Regions from separate parts of the Mus musculus genome. Here regions 1 and 3 are each linked to region 2. The links are chromatin contacts, called in public Micro-C maps. All regions are on one chromosome and are shown on one strand. The core of a region is the stretch at or near the end of the contact, and the rest is flanking DNA. Distances in the headings are between cores, read along the strand shown.

Region 1 (4,230 bases), core at 159-2,658, 1.2 Mb before region 2:
TGGACGCCAGCCGCAGAGGCCAGAGGAGGCCCTGCCGTGCGCGCGCCCCCTCAGCGCTGTCCGCAGAGGACCTGGGAGGGGGTGACGGGGGCGCGCCCGAGAAGCTGAGCCCTCCTGGCTGGGCGCCCCCCGAGCCGAGGGGACCGAGGGCTTTCCACCCTCCTTGGATTATTAAAAAGTTCATTTCCTGGCGAATCGGGTGACGTCAGGGGCCCGGCGTCGCGGTGGCGGGGCCGCCGGGCCGGAGAAGCCGCCTCCAGTTACCCAATTACGGACTGTCAATCCTGCCGCCCCTCCCCCATCCTTGGGGGCGGCGGGGACCCCAGCCTTTCCCCAGCTCGGGACCAACCTGGGACTCCTCTGGAATTATTCTTTAGGGGTTTCGGTCCCTGCAAAGATAGAGGAGCTATGTGGAGGGCTCCAAGCTTGGCCAATCCATCGCACCTGTCTAGATTCCCCTAAAAGTCTTGGACTCACAAGCTTCTTTCTGGACTCTTGGAGTTTAGGTCTCCCATCTATAGCCAGGGAGGGAGCTAGGTTTGTATACTCGCCACTGAACTCACTTGTCTCTCCAGAATGGAGGTGTTGTGGAGAAAAACTCCAGGTGACTTTGGGGAAAAAGTGCTCACAACATTGCTTCCCTCTCCCTAAAGACCGTCTCGGGGACCCTTAGAAAGAAAAAATATATATGGTTAATACCCCGGGAGTCTCCCTTCAGCCGACTCTGGCGCCAGTTTCCCGCTCCACGGCCTCGCCCCAGGCAGTTCAGCCTGGTGGTCTACTAAGGCCCCGCCCGGAGCCCTTCCCCCTCCCTGGGCCACTGGCTTGACCGCGACCATTATTGGTCTAGCACAGCCTCAAGTGTCTTAGTGCTCAAAGTTCGGGTGCCCTAGAGAAGTCCACAATCCCTAGACTCATGTTGTCCAGCGGATCCTACCAGCCTCTTGCACAGCTATCCCTGATAGAAGGACAGAGAGTTTGGGGAGTCAGTTGGATTTGGGCTGGCCGTCGTCCGTAGCAGTGGAGGTGGGGCTCCGCCCGAGAGTAGAAAGCTGTGGTCCCAGCAGAGAGATACCCAGAAGGTGCACGTCTCGGCTCCTGGGAAGTCAGGGACCCTATTCGTGCCTAGTTGCTGGGAGGGCAGAGGTTGGAAGACCTGAGCGTCTGCCGGAGGGGTGCAGGGTCTGCCCACGGCGAAGGTCCCCTGGGGGGGGGGGGCGTTGGCATCAGAGGCCGCAGAGAGGGCGCTGGTAGGGGGCCAGGCAGCCTAGGAGGCCAGCTTGCGGGTCATTCCCGAAGTCCAGCGGCCAAAGCGGCGGGAGCAGCCAATGGGGGGGCGGAGGCTGGGCGGCGCGCGGCGCTGATTGGCTGGCGCCGGCTTCATAGGCGTGCGCGGCCCCCGCTTCACGTCTGTGCAGGAGTCGGCAGCTGGCGCCAGGGCGGCCGGAGGATGCAGAGGGGCCGGAGCCGGGCGGGCCGGAGGCCGAGACGCGCGCTGTCCCCCACCCCTATCCCGTGAATCCGCCGGCCCTGGAACGCGCTGTCGCTGGGCCCGCCGTACCCGGGCTCTCCTGGTGTCTCTTACTCTCTACTGCTGAGCCCTCCCCTTCCCGCGCCGCTGCGAGTGTAAGTTTGAGGTTCAGGGGGCTTGTGGACATTCCTAGGTTGGAGGGATCTCTGTGGAGCTCAGACCAGGATCTCCTGTGGGCGATTACGTTCTTATGCTTTGGGGAGAGGTTGGCTGACTGCTAGAGAGTGCATTGGGGACCGGCTCGCAGCCCCAGGAACTGCGGGTGCGTTTTTTGGGGTGGCCCGGGGTGTTGGGGGTTAGTTTGTGTATATATTGTCAAAGTGTTACGGGGGCGTGGGAGAGCGTGTGCCCCAGAGTGGATGTCTAGGCAACTGTCTCTAACTTTTAGTCAGAGTTTATGTGTTTGTGTGCCCAGAGGACAGGGGCACGGTGTGAGAACCTGATTTCAGTTCCGCGTGCGTTTTGGGGGGGTCACCGATGTCAGGACCTATCCGTGTGTGTGACCTCGTGTATGTGGAGTTGCGTCTGTGGGAACGCGAGTTTCCCTGCAAGTGTATGAGGCTGAACCCCTTCCTTCACCTTCCTTTCGTTTTAAACCTTGCGCTTTCCTTCCACCCGGGACTGGTCCTCAGTGAAGCTCCGATGGAACGTCTTTGCTCTCAAGACACAGACTTTGGGAATGGGGGTGTCAGAAGGCGGCAGTGTCCTTCACATTCCCTCTGTTATCCAGGGCCGCCCCACCTTCGCCTGGTTCCCAAGACACAGTAGTGGACCATGGAGGTGGCGCCTGAGCAGCCTCGCTGGATGGCGCACCCCGCCGTATTGAATGCGCAGCACCCCGACTCGCACCATCCGGGCCTGGCGCATAACTACATGGAGCCAGCACAGCTGCTGCCTCCCGACGAGGTGGATGTCTTCTTCAACCATCTCGACTCGCAGGGCAACCCTTACTACGCCAACCCGGCCCACGCGCGCGCGCGCGTTTCCTACAGCCCGGCGCATGGTGAGCTTTGGCCCCCGAGGTTTCTGGAAGCCTGGCGCCCGGGCCAGGCCTTGGAGGGGGGACGGCCTGTTGCTGCTTCCCGGATGTGGGATCCACAGGAATCTGAGCAGCTGCGAAATCGGGCCTAAGAAGATGGAGGCAGGGACTTCTTAGGGAGGGTCTGGGACCTGTAGGGTTTCGGTCCATTTCCAAGTGTCTTGGCGGGGGTGGGGGTGGGGGAATCCTTCTGGGCCCTGTCCGGTGGGGCTGCTGTGTCACTTGTCCTTCGGCCTTTCACTGACATTGCTGATGATTACAGGCTGAGGTGTTACGTTTCTGATGTTTTAAAGGGTGGGGCTGCTGATGGTAGTTCGCTGAGTTGTGATCCTGTGTGCCCGGGTCATGGCTCTGAAGCCCCTGGTCATCCTCACCCCCTTTCCCTCTGCACAGCCCGTCTCACCGGAGGCCAGATGTGCCGACCACACTTGTTGCACAGCCCAGGCTTGCCGTGGCTGGACGGGGGCAAAGCAGCTCTCTCTGCCGCCGCTGCCCATCACCACAGTCCCTGGACCGTCAGCCCGTTCTCCAAGACCCCGCTGCACCCCTCAGCTGCTGGAGCACCCGGAGGGCCTCTGTCTGTTTACCCAGGGGCTGCGGGTGGGAGCGGGGGAGGCAGTGGGAGCTCCGTGGCCTCCCTCACCCCCACTGCAGCCCACTCGGGCTCCCATCTCTTCGGCTTCCCACCCACGCCACCCAAAGAAGTGTCTCCAGACCCCAGCACAACAGGAGCTGCTTCCCCGGCCTCTTCTTCTGCAGGGGGTAGTGTAGCCCGGGGTGAGGACAAGGATGGCGTCAAGTACCAAGTGTCACTCTCCGAGAGCATGAAGATGGAAGGCGGCAGTCCCCTGCGCCCGGGCCTAGCTACCATGGGCACCCAGCCTGCAACACACCACCCGATACCCACCTATCCCTCCTATGTGCCCGCCGCAGCTCATGACTATGGCAGCAGTCTCTTCCATCCAGGAGGCTTCCTGGGTGGCCCCGCCTCCAGCTTCACCCCTAAGCAGAGAAGCAAGGCTCGCTCCTGCTCAGGTAAAGGCAGGTGTGGGACTTCAGGGCCTGTGGGTGTGGTGTGCCTCTGTAAAAGGGGTCCGTGGTCTGATAGAGGGGCCATGCTAGGGCGCCTGATTTAAGAATGGGTGGTGGTCATCTCTGATAGTCCACAGGCATTTGAAGTTCCCTGTGGGGAGGAAGAAACCCCTAAAACTTTCATCCTGCCGTTAAGTGCTCCTAGGAACCCCCATGTTCAGCTCCTCTCCGCACCCCTCCTCATGGCCTCCTCTCCAAGGTTGACAAGTATCAGCTAAAACACAGAATGAGGTTCCCTGTCTCCCTCCCCAAACGTTCAGCTGAGACCGAGCAGCCTCGTGACTGGGCGTGGGGGAGAATGGAGGCTGTAGGTGAGGGAAGGAGTCAGTGTGTACTTATGTGTACGTGTGTCTGTGAGCGTGTGTGCATGCCGTGGGCACTGCAGAGATCTAGGCCCTAGAGGAATCTGGTTCTCCAACTCTGCTAGTCCAGTTTTAGGATTGCAGCGGCTCCAGATCTCCTTGGAGATTTCCCCAAAGCAAAATTCCCAAGGCCTGCTTGCATCCTAGTGACCCTGATCCCTCTCCCTGGGGGTAGGAGTGAGAACCTGTGCGGGTGCCTGCACCCC
Region 2 (4,574 bases), core at 484-2,983:
CTGTGGGAGGTCATAGGAGTTGGTCTCCAACGGTCTACTCTCTACATGGAGGCCCTGGAGTCGTGCTCTCCAGAAAGGGTGCAAGCTTCTAGTCTCCCCTGGGGTCCCACACTCCCGGTCCAGGTGCTCCAAGAGATGTGGCTTTGTCCACCACATCTTGTCTGGTTCCAAACCCAAGAACACATTCCTCAGCCAACACTGACCACACACCCCAAGCCTCCACCCATGCTGTCCTCTGTGCCTTTAGACACCTTCGGTGGGCTCCAAGCTGCCACCTCCCCTCTGCCTGACAGCCTAGCCCTGAAGCAGAGTCCCTGTTTTGCACCTCTGCCTAGGGCACTGGCTGAGTGCTTCCCCGACCCAGCAGACTCTTGGCCAGCCTAATGCAGCACTACCTCCTCCTGCTCACCCCCAACAAGCAATGGAGCTGGAAAACTGGGGGTGCTCTAGGAGGGCTGGAGAAGCACAGGATAGCACCACCCTGATGGGACTGAAGACCCGCAGCACCTGCTGGAAGAGGTAGGTAGCACCAGGAGCCAGAGCCAGAGGTAGGAGCCTGGCAGAGGGGCAGAGGCTCAGTTCGTTCCCATCCCCCCCCAACACACCCCTTTCTTTCAAGGGGCGTGGCCCCAGCACCCCACCGATGAGACTGAGAGGGCTCCGGCCACCTAGTAGCCTCTCTGAAGCCCTCTTGTATCCTTCCAGGGCAGCACCTGGGATCTCTGCAGGCAGAGGGGGCCTCCCAGGAATCTACACTCGCCCTTCCCTACAGCAGCCAGAGTCAGCCCATCACCGCCGCCGTCCTCGCCGTACACCAGGCCTGGGACCGTCCAGGAAGCAAGAGGGGAATCCTCCGGGGAAGGAATGACCCGTGGAGGCCCTGCGCAGGGGGAGGCCGAGGAGGCCCGAGCCGGCGTCCTCTCCGGTGGCACCGCACCGCCCCTTGCAGCCGGGTGGAGGGCCTGCGGGCCTGGGCTGGCTGCGGCGCCCACTCGCGCGCCGGAGCCGGAGGGGGCGGGGGTCCCCACGAAGCCTTGCAACTTCCACCCCACTGCCTCAGGCCGGCCCGAGGCGCAGCCAGGGACCTGCCCCGAATCCCGCGGCCCTGCCCGGGCCTGCCCAGCGCGGCGCTCGCCTGCGGCCCACGTCCCCACCCGCGGCCCGGTCCGACCCGGCGCAACACGGGCCGACATGGGCACCCGCAGGGCCCTTCCCGCGGGGCCACTGCAAACTTTCTCTCCTGCCTGGAGGAAGGGACCGCGACTGCGGCCACAGACATTGCGCCCCCCCGGATCGTAGGGCCCCGGACGTGCTGCGACCCGCCGGGACGCGGCAGCCCATAGCGGAGACCGCGCCCGGACACACGCGGGCGCCCGGCCGGAACCGCAGGACACGCCAGCCGCGGACACGCGCGCCGCAGTCCCCGCGCACACCCCCCTGGCCGCCGCCAGCGCCCCCCGGCCACTCGGGACCCCGGGCCGCGACGAGCCTCCCGCCGCCCGCGGGGAAAGTTGCGCCCCGACTCACCCGCCAACCCCGGGCGCGTCCCGCCGCTGGCCATCGTTGCGCCCCGCCGCTCGCCCCTCTGCGGGGCCGCCCACGCCGCGCAGGCCGCCCAGGCCGAGGCCGCCGCGCCCGGGCTCCGCTCCGCTGCGTGGCTGCGTCGCCGCTGCCCAGCATGAATGGGGCGCTGAGCTCCGCGCGGCTGCGGACCGGCCTCGCTCTCGCCGCCCCGCGGAGCGCCGTGCCGCGCGCATGCGCCGGCCGAAGCCGGGGGGCGGGGCCGGGGGCGGGGGCGGGGGCGGGGCGGGACCCGCGATGGCCTGCAGGGGGCGCTCGGCCCCGCGGCGAGAGCGCGCGCGGCGGGCCCCACCGCTTGCCTTCAAAGGGCGATGGCCACCTCAGCCTTAAAACTCTGGACTGGGGTGGGGGTGGGTGAGGTGGTCCGGGTGGTCCCAGGAGTCGATGCACTCTTTAAGGAGCACAGGCTGGAAGTACAGCTTTCGTGCACGGAAGGGTAAACTGAGTCCGGAGGAAGCACTTGCCCTGGTCCTATTGCTCATCTCTGCCTGCGCAACGATCGCTTAGGTGGGACCGGCACTGCACCCCGCAGGCCCCAGGAGGTGGCGCGTGCCGGGATGCCTAAGCTCAGAGGACGACTGTCCTGTCCGGTACGCGGTCCTGCAGCGGGGCGTGTTAGAACTACCCCAGCAGGATAGAGACCTCGCCGGGTCGATCGCGGGCGCGGGGCTGGCCTGCAGAGCTGGATTGCGCCAGGTCTCGGTCGGGTAGAGAACCTTTCTCAATAAGGTCACCCAGTGCAAGGCATCCAGACCAAAGCAGGCAGCTGTGCGCAGAACAGAACAGAGCAGTCAGAAAAGGTGGTCGTGGGAGGGGCGAAGGCTGACTGGGCACAGCCTGGGGGACCCAGTGCAGCTCATTCGGTAAGGACCATTGTCCGTACTCGTCTCCCAAGCAGTCATCACCCTCTTTCCCTGTGCTCATCCTTGCCTGGTTTTTCTTTGGGTGTGACCGTTTACATTTTGTCTCCCTGAATGACATATTCTTTTGTGTAGCTTGTTTGAGGATGCTATAGAAATGGTGTCCCGCCTTCCTCTCTGATAGGAATGCAGGGTCCTGTGGTCAGTCTTTGCTCTCACTGTGTGGCACAGGCTATTCTGGATAGTTAACCCTCTCTTCTGCTACTGGACTGGAGCCCCCTGCTCTAGACCTTGGTCTTTAGCTTCAACAGACGATGCAAACTTGGTTTTCCCCCAAGTGAAACCCCACCCCTCCACGTGATGGAGAAGTGTCAGCAACAGTGGGAAAGGTAATGGTTTGATTTTGCCAGGCTGAAAGTTGGTGCTGGTTCTTTTTGCTTCTGAATGGCGGTGAGACCCTTCTTCCACAGTTACACTTACCGTCGGACTCCACAGGCACTACATACTGAATGTACAAATCTCTGCTGTGCTGTACAAACCGGGTAGACAGACTGCGCAGGCCCTGTGACCTGCCCAAGCTCCCTCGCTGGTTGGTGGCAGAGCCTGGAGTCTGGCCCAGAGGTGCAGTTCAAACTGTGGGCTTCCTAGTTGCACACCTGTCTGCTTCCAATAGTTGGCTCTGCTTTCCAGTCCACAGCCTTACCTGCCTCACAGATTTGGTAATCCACTTGCAACGCTTTGGGGAGGTTACAGGCAGACTGGGGTTGTGCCTGTCCAGCTGTTCCCTGAGTTGCCTCTGCTCCTTAGCTTCAGAGGCTGACTGCCTCTGCTCACACCTGCCTTTGCCAACCTGTCTTCTGAAGTACAGCTAGGCAGGTGCTCAAGGCTCTTCCTGTTTTGTGACCCACACACAGCGGATAGGTATCCAGAATACATGAAGAACGCCAAAGAATCTACACAAACACGGCTACCATCCCACAGGAGGGGATAGGTGACCTCCGAAAACCTTTTTCTGGAGGAAATCCAGCTAGGGGCTATTGCTTTGGATCAGTTAGTAGTTCCACTGATCCCTCTCAGCTGCACTGTGCCTCCACTGATGTCTCAGCTCTTTTTTATGTGGTCTTATTGAGTCCCGAGAAGCAGCAGAAGAAGAAAGCCTGTGACCATAGAAGAGCTGGAATTGAACCTGGGCCTGCAGCTTTGGCTTGACCACATTGCAGAGAAAGGAAGTGAGTCAGCACAGCTGCTGTGACTGCTGCTGCCAGGGCTCCTCCCTCTGCGTTTCCCCCTTGGGGGTCACTTCCCTGCAGGAACTGGAAAGGAGAGGAGTAGTCCCAGGAGCAAGGTTCTGGTCAAGGGGGCCTAATAAGGTTCTTAAGGCCCCTCCCTTCACATGCTCCAGCAGCGAACAGTTTCAGGGCCATTTCTGCACCTGTGACAGACCCTCCTACAAATGGGCTCAGCTGGCTCTTCCTCCCCTCTGACAGCCCCGTATTAGGGGTAAGGGATAAGGAGGAAGGCATAGGGAGAACCCAGGCATGCTGGAGGACCCACTTCTCCCAGACCCAGGTTCAAGCCTCAGGCCATTTCAGTCTTCCCCCTGTTCCCTCATCAGAGCCTCCTAGCCCATTTCACCCTCTTCCCTCCTGCCACCTCCTAGCTGGAGGTTGTGGGCCTTTCTTGTCTCTGGCTTCCACCCATGACTCAAGGGTCAAAGTAGAGTTGGTGGAGAGCCTCCTGTTCAGAACTCTCCACATATATATGCATGCACATGTACACACATCACACAGGTATTCACACATGTACAGGTACATATACATATACTCAGATATACAAACACATATGTACTCATAGGTACACATACGGGACACTCATGTATAGGCATACATACATACATGTACTCAAACTCAGGCATGCATACAAATGTACATATCCATGCACTTACACTCAGGCCTATATACATACATTCACTTATGTACATATACTCAGGCATATGTACACTGTACATACACATTGCATACACCCACATCTATAGACATGTACACACAAACATGAGCTCACATAAAGACACATGCACATACCTGGGGAACATTTGCGTATACAGAACATATTCACAAACATATACTGTACAGC
Region 3 (4,862 bases), core at 323-2,822, 1.1 Mb after region 2:
CCTTGAAGATGCCACTTGAGTGAAGGAGGGAGCCATGGGAATGTTGGGAAGGGAATCATACTCAGACAAACAGCATGTACAAAGGTCCTGAGCTTGCGCCTGGCAGGTTAACCTGAGAAAGAGAGGTCATGGAACAAAGGGACCCAAAAGAGACTGAGGAAGGCTGAGAGAATGGGGTTATATATACTTCCTGTGAGTGAGCTGGGAGCCCTGGGAAGGTTCTGAAGCAAGGATGCCTAATGTGACTCAGGTTTAGGCAGAATGTCCTAGGTTGGCCATGGCTTCTAGACAGCTGGGGCATCTTCCCTGTGGACTGAGGCCGCTCAGCTACACTGTTGCTTTCAAGCTTCTGATCTTTGACTGCACTTCTCCCTGGGGGTGGGAGACATTGGACAGACAGAGTGTGAGGAATGCAGAGCCCAGGGTAGGCAGGGCTATGGAGAAGTGTGCTGGCCCAGCCTGACCCTGCCCTCCCTTGACAAGATAGGATCAATCAACTTTATGGACTAGCCAACCCCACCTGCTCTGCGTGCTAGCCCTGGCTAGCTATTCACTGGCTGTAGAATACTGGGGAAGACTCAGACTGGGCCTATGATCAATCAGAACGTTGATGACCATCTTGTGCTAAGCACAGACTCCTTCCGTGCTCTGGCTAAGACTCAGTTTAACTGCTGGATCATGGGCACTCACCTGGAGAATCCTCAGATCCTTATTTAAGGGATCTGGCTAAAAATCCTGGCCCCAACAGGGACGGCTTGGAGAAGCAAGGGGAAAGGCTGGCCACCTCGCAGTGTCAGGTAGGAAGCGCCAGGAAGGAAGGTCTGTCCAAATGTCCTGGGTATTAAGAAGCAGGGGAAAGACAAGACAGACCTGGCTGTGCCTGGCCCTCTATCTGCTTGGCTAAGAAGGCCCACGCTCGCTCTCAGCGGGTTTTTTCACGCCGCCCGGGTTTGAAGCCAGGCAGTGTAGGCTAAAGTGCACAGCAGGGTACCCAGCACTCTCTGCTCACGTGTTTTCTTGGGCTTCACTTTCCTCATTAAACCGGTGCAAAAGCTGTCTATGATGGCTTGGGACTGCAATCTGGAACTCCCTCTGCAGATCAGAAGCACCCTGCAGTCTTTGGGGAGGTGCCGCCACTGGTGGTGGTCAGCAAACCTCCGCAGTTTGTCAGTCGCAGAAGTCTAGGGTAGCGCAGTGAGCGTCCATTCCCGTGAGTAACCATGACCGCTGGAGGAAAGACCAGATGTATTTTTACAATTGGTCCCTTTAGACACGGTCCCTACTAGATCGGGCCTTGTTAGGAATGCGGAGGGGGTTGCAGGGACGATTCCGCTCCCGAGGTCCCACGTGGTCTGCACTTCGGGACTCTGCGGGCTTTCAGTGGATTCTAGAACCCGTCTCACGTGCGCATCGGAGGACCCAGTGCAGATCCACGAAGAGACCGGAGAGCGCGTGGGCAGCGGGAGGGTGCGGCCGAGGCGGGGCGGGGGCGCGTGACGCGCGGCGCTAGCCAATGGGGCGCGCGCCCGAGGCCGAGCCTCCTGCGAGCCTTCGCGGCGCCCGCGGCGTCACGTGAGCGGCCGGAGAGCGGGGAGAGCGGCGAGCGGCGAGCGCCCAGCTCGGCCGCAGGGAGTGCGGGCTGCGGCCAGGAGCGCTGGACGCGCGGCCGCATACGGAGCCGGGCCGCACGCGCGAGGCCGCGCCAGGCGACGCGGAGTCCAGGTGGGAGACGCGCGATGTACCGCGGCCGCGTGGGTCCTCCCTTGGGGATCACGGGCCGTCCCCTGGCGCGCGCTGTAGGAACCACGCGCGGAGGCCCGGGAAATGAGGGGACCCCGGAAATGCGGGGACCCCCGTGAGCGCGCCGGGCCTGCAAAGGGCAAATCCGGTGTGCGCAGCTTCTGCCCGCGGAGCCCACGCGCGTCCGTGGCACTCCTGGACCTGCGCTCCCATATGGCGGGGCCTGGAGACCAAGGGGCGGAGAGGTTACTGTCGGTCACTGTTGCGGTGGCCTAAGAGGGGACGCGAAGGGGGTCACTGGGCGGAGGGTAAGGTACTCTCCGAAGCTGTGCGCCAGAGTCCGAGCCACCTCCTTCCCACGTACTTCACACCCACGGGTGGGCACCCACGCGCGGGCACCTGGCGGACACCCGCACGGCTGCACTGCGCCCAGCACACGCAATCACACGACACAAACTCACACCCATTTGCGCGTACCCGCAGCGTGCGCTTATGTTCCGTATCCCCACGCAGAGTCCTCAGGCCCCTCTGAACAAACATTACCGGAGGGACCGCTGAGGGTAGCAGCCGCAGGGGGCAGGTCATCCCTCTTGGAAACATTCTCCCCTGGAGGGCACAGGGGAGGTTTGCTACCACGGTATGGGAAGGTGAAATCTCAAATGTTTGACTGAGTCCTTCAGATATTGCCCCCGACCATGGGGAGTCCCCGCCGCCCTACAGGTGCGAGAATGGCAGTAACTTTGGGGCCTTCGGACTCCTCAGGGAGAAGACTCTTATTTTGAAGACCGGCCCCCATTCGCCACCCCCGTGATTTGCACGCTGACCCAATGGCTAGCCCTTGGCCGGCTCTCGGCTTGTTATCAATTACATGTTGTTCCTACAGCCGCTGTGTCCCCGGGAGGATAAACAGCAGGCCTGGCCGGCTAAGAGAGGGGGCGGAGTCCAGCGGCCTGCCGGGGACCGTGCCCAGAACAGGGTGCCCCCTCCCCCTGCACGCAGCCTGCGCCTCTGGCTACGCCACGTGCTGCTGTTTTTCTGGGACCGGCTTGATCGCTGGCACTTGGGCTTTCAAGTCCTGGGTCCAGGAAGTCCTGGATCCCCTGGGCCTTCAGTACTTCAGTGTCCCCAGGGTTGCTCAGCACTGTTTTAAGATCCTGTGTTATAACCGGTTAGGGCCACTCCACTCCTGCATTTACTCCTGGATTCTGGAAACATTCAGCAAAGGCTAGGTCTGGTTTTGACTCTAGATCTAGCCCTGTAGTGAACAGTCAAGACTGCTTGTATTCTGGTGGGGCTTGAGCATACAAGACAGTTTTCACAGTGATACCTGACCGTGAAGAATATAATCCTGGTGGCTTGTCCAAGGTGGGAGTGGCTTCTGAGTTGAGATTTAAATAATGAGCTCCCATCTGGAATGCTAAGAGAGCCAGGACTTCCACAAAGGGGGCCATTGGCGCCAAAGCCAGGGCTCAGTAGGGTGATCCAGGCCTGGAACAGTTAGAGGGGCAGTTTGGGCGCGGGCAGGGCCCTAGTACTCTGAGTCCTGGAAGAATCTGAAACATTTTGGGGGGAGGGGCTCCTTCCGATGTAATTCTATTTTGTCACCCTACTTTCTTACCTGTTCTCCCTCTCCCTCCTTCTGTGTTTCAGTGGGATCCCACGTGGTTGCCTTTGAATTTATGATTCTCTGGCCTCAGCCTCCTGAGTGCCATGATTATAGGCATGAGTCACTATGCCCACCCAAATTGCTGCTCACTTTCATATCAGACCTCCGTTTCTATCGGTTCAAAAATCGATACCACAATCTCCTTTGAAAGCGTGTGACCGATCGACTGATCGCTCAGTGTTGTAGTGTGTCCGTCTCCAGTCACATCTCATTGCAGGAGATCTTAGGTGGTCCTTTTCTGGGTCCTGGGACACCATGTTCCCTGCATTTGTGTGACCGTTCAGACATTAGTAAGTGCTCAGTATACATGAGTTCACTGAGTGTGCAGTGACTAGGAGCCAGATGGTACCAGCAGTACCCAGATGTGTACACAGAGAAGTTATGCCATTTGCCTGAGGTTGCACAGCTGATAGCTGTAGGGTGGATGAGATGGGGTTGGGAGAATGGAATGGGTGGGCTCTGCCCTTCTGGCGCTTCATACCCTCCCAGACCCTGCTTTGGTAAAGAGTGTATTTTAGAACACATTCCCAGTTTTAAATCCTAAACTGAGTATTTAAACTCAGATTGCCTCTTGGCAAGATTACCTTTGGTCTCAGATCTTGCCTCTGTTCTCTACAGCAAGAGAGAAACTTATGGAGCACAGAGACATAGAACAGTTGGGGAGACTAAGGCACACGGTAGCGGGATGACTGGCTTTTCGGCAGCTGGTCAGTACCGGGTGCTAGGCTGTAGAGTGGACCTGAAGTCAGGTGGACAGGATGCAGCCTGAGCATCCTCCCCATCAGTTTGATAATCACACAGGCAGACATGGTCACTGGGCGGGACAAAAGTCCAGAGAGGTGGCCCCATCACAGCCAGAGACTGTTGACTCTTCTTGGATACCAGACCTAGTATGGCCTTTGGCTTCAGAGGACACAGCTTTCCCTTTTCCTTCCGATCCCCGCTCTCTGAGCCCCTCTTGGATACCTGGTGTGGTGCTGAGTGTTGGGGACCCAGGAGAGTGTGCTGCCAAGAAGGGACACAGGCATCTGCTGAGCCCCCCAAGTCGGTGAGTGTCCCAGACAGGAGAGCTGGGCTGGGGAGGCAGAACAGGAGGCTCTGCTCTCATGCGTTGGCCAAGGGCGAATGTCACCCCCATCCTTCCCAACGGCTATAGGGTTCAAGGAGGTTACCCACACCTGGGCTCTCTGACCTTCTATGGACTCACAGCCAGGGGCTGGACCTTGCTCATTATGGCAGGAAGGTGTTAGATGTTATGGTGGAAGGAGGTTTTTGCTCAAGTATGTGAGACTTTTCCCAGTCATGGAGAACGGTGGCTCTCGACTCTTGATAAAGGTCTGAGAACTAGACTGTGGAGAAACACCACATAGGCAGGCAGGCACTTAAATGGTCTTTAATCTTTTTCTAAAGTATGGCTACCTGATTAAAGCATGGGCAGCCCAGACAGATGTGTGTC

Evidence for each region. A called contact is a pair of places that touch in the nucleus more often than the background predicts.
Region 1: a contact with region 2 is called in a Micro-C map of embryonic stem cells, with 2.7 times the contacts expected there. The contact joins the promoter of Gata2 here to the promoter of Plxna1 in region 2. A contact is called at or near these places in 1 of 484 Hi-C or Micro-C datasets (embryonic stem cells) and 1 of 115 datasets of contacts at active chromatin or transcription factors (pancreatic cancer cells).
Region 3: a Micro-C map of embryonic stem cells shows a contact between it and region 2, with 5 times the contacts expected there. The contact joins the promoter of Klf15 here to the promoter of Plxna1 in region 2. A contact is called at or near these places in 1 of 39 promoter capture datasets (stem cell-derived epiblast-like cells), 1 of 484 Hi-C or Micro-C datasets (embryonic stem cells), 1 of 115 datasets of contacts at active chromatin or transcription factors (astrocytes) and 1 of 9 other capture datasets (embryonic stem cells).

Annotation. Positions count from the first base shown.
Region 1 is chr6:88,197,256-88,201,485 of GRCm38.p6, forward strand. It overlaps Gata2 (GATA binding protein 2), which reads left to right and starts at 1,409. Exons shown (of 6, transcript NM_008090.5): 1 at 1,409-1,626; 2 at 2,262-2,534; 3 at 2,964-3,605. The coding sequence starts at 2,306. Gm38708 (a long non-coding RNA gene) reads right to left here and starts at 128. Exons shown (of 4, transcript XR_001785312.2): 1 at 1-128.
Region 2 is chr6:89,360,880-89,365,453 of GRCm38.p6, forward strand. It overlaps Plxna1 (plexin A1), which reads right to left and starts at 1,734. Exons shown (of 32, transcript NM_008881.2): 1 at 1,528-1,734. Gm40415 reads left to right here and starts at 476. Exons shown (of 2, transcript XM_017321867.2): 1 at 476-519; 2 at 706-1,712. The coding sequence starts at 865. The coding sequence ends at 1,299.
Region 3 is chr6:90,461,004-90,465,865 of GRCm38.p6, forward strand. Klf15 (Kruppel-like factor 15) reads left to right here and starts at 1,573. Exons shown (of 3, transcript NM_023184.4): 1 at 1,573-1,722.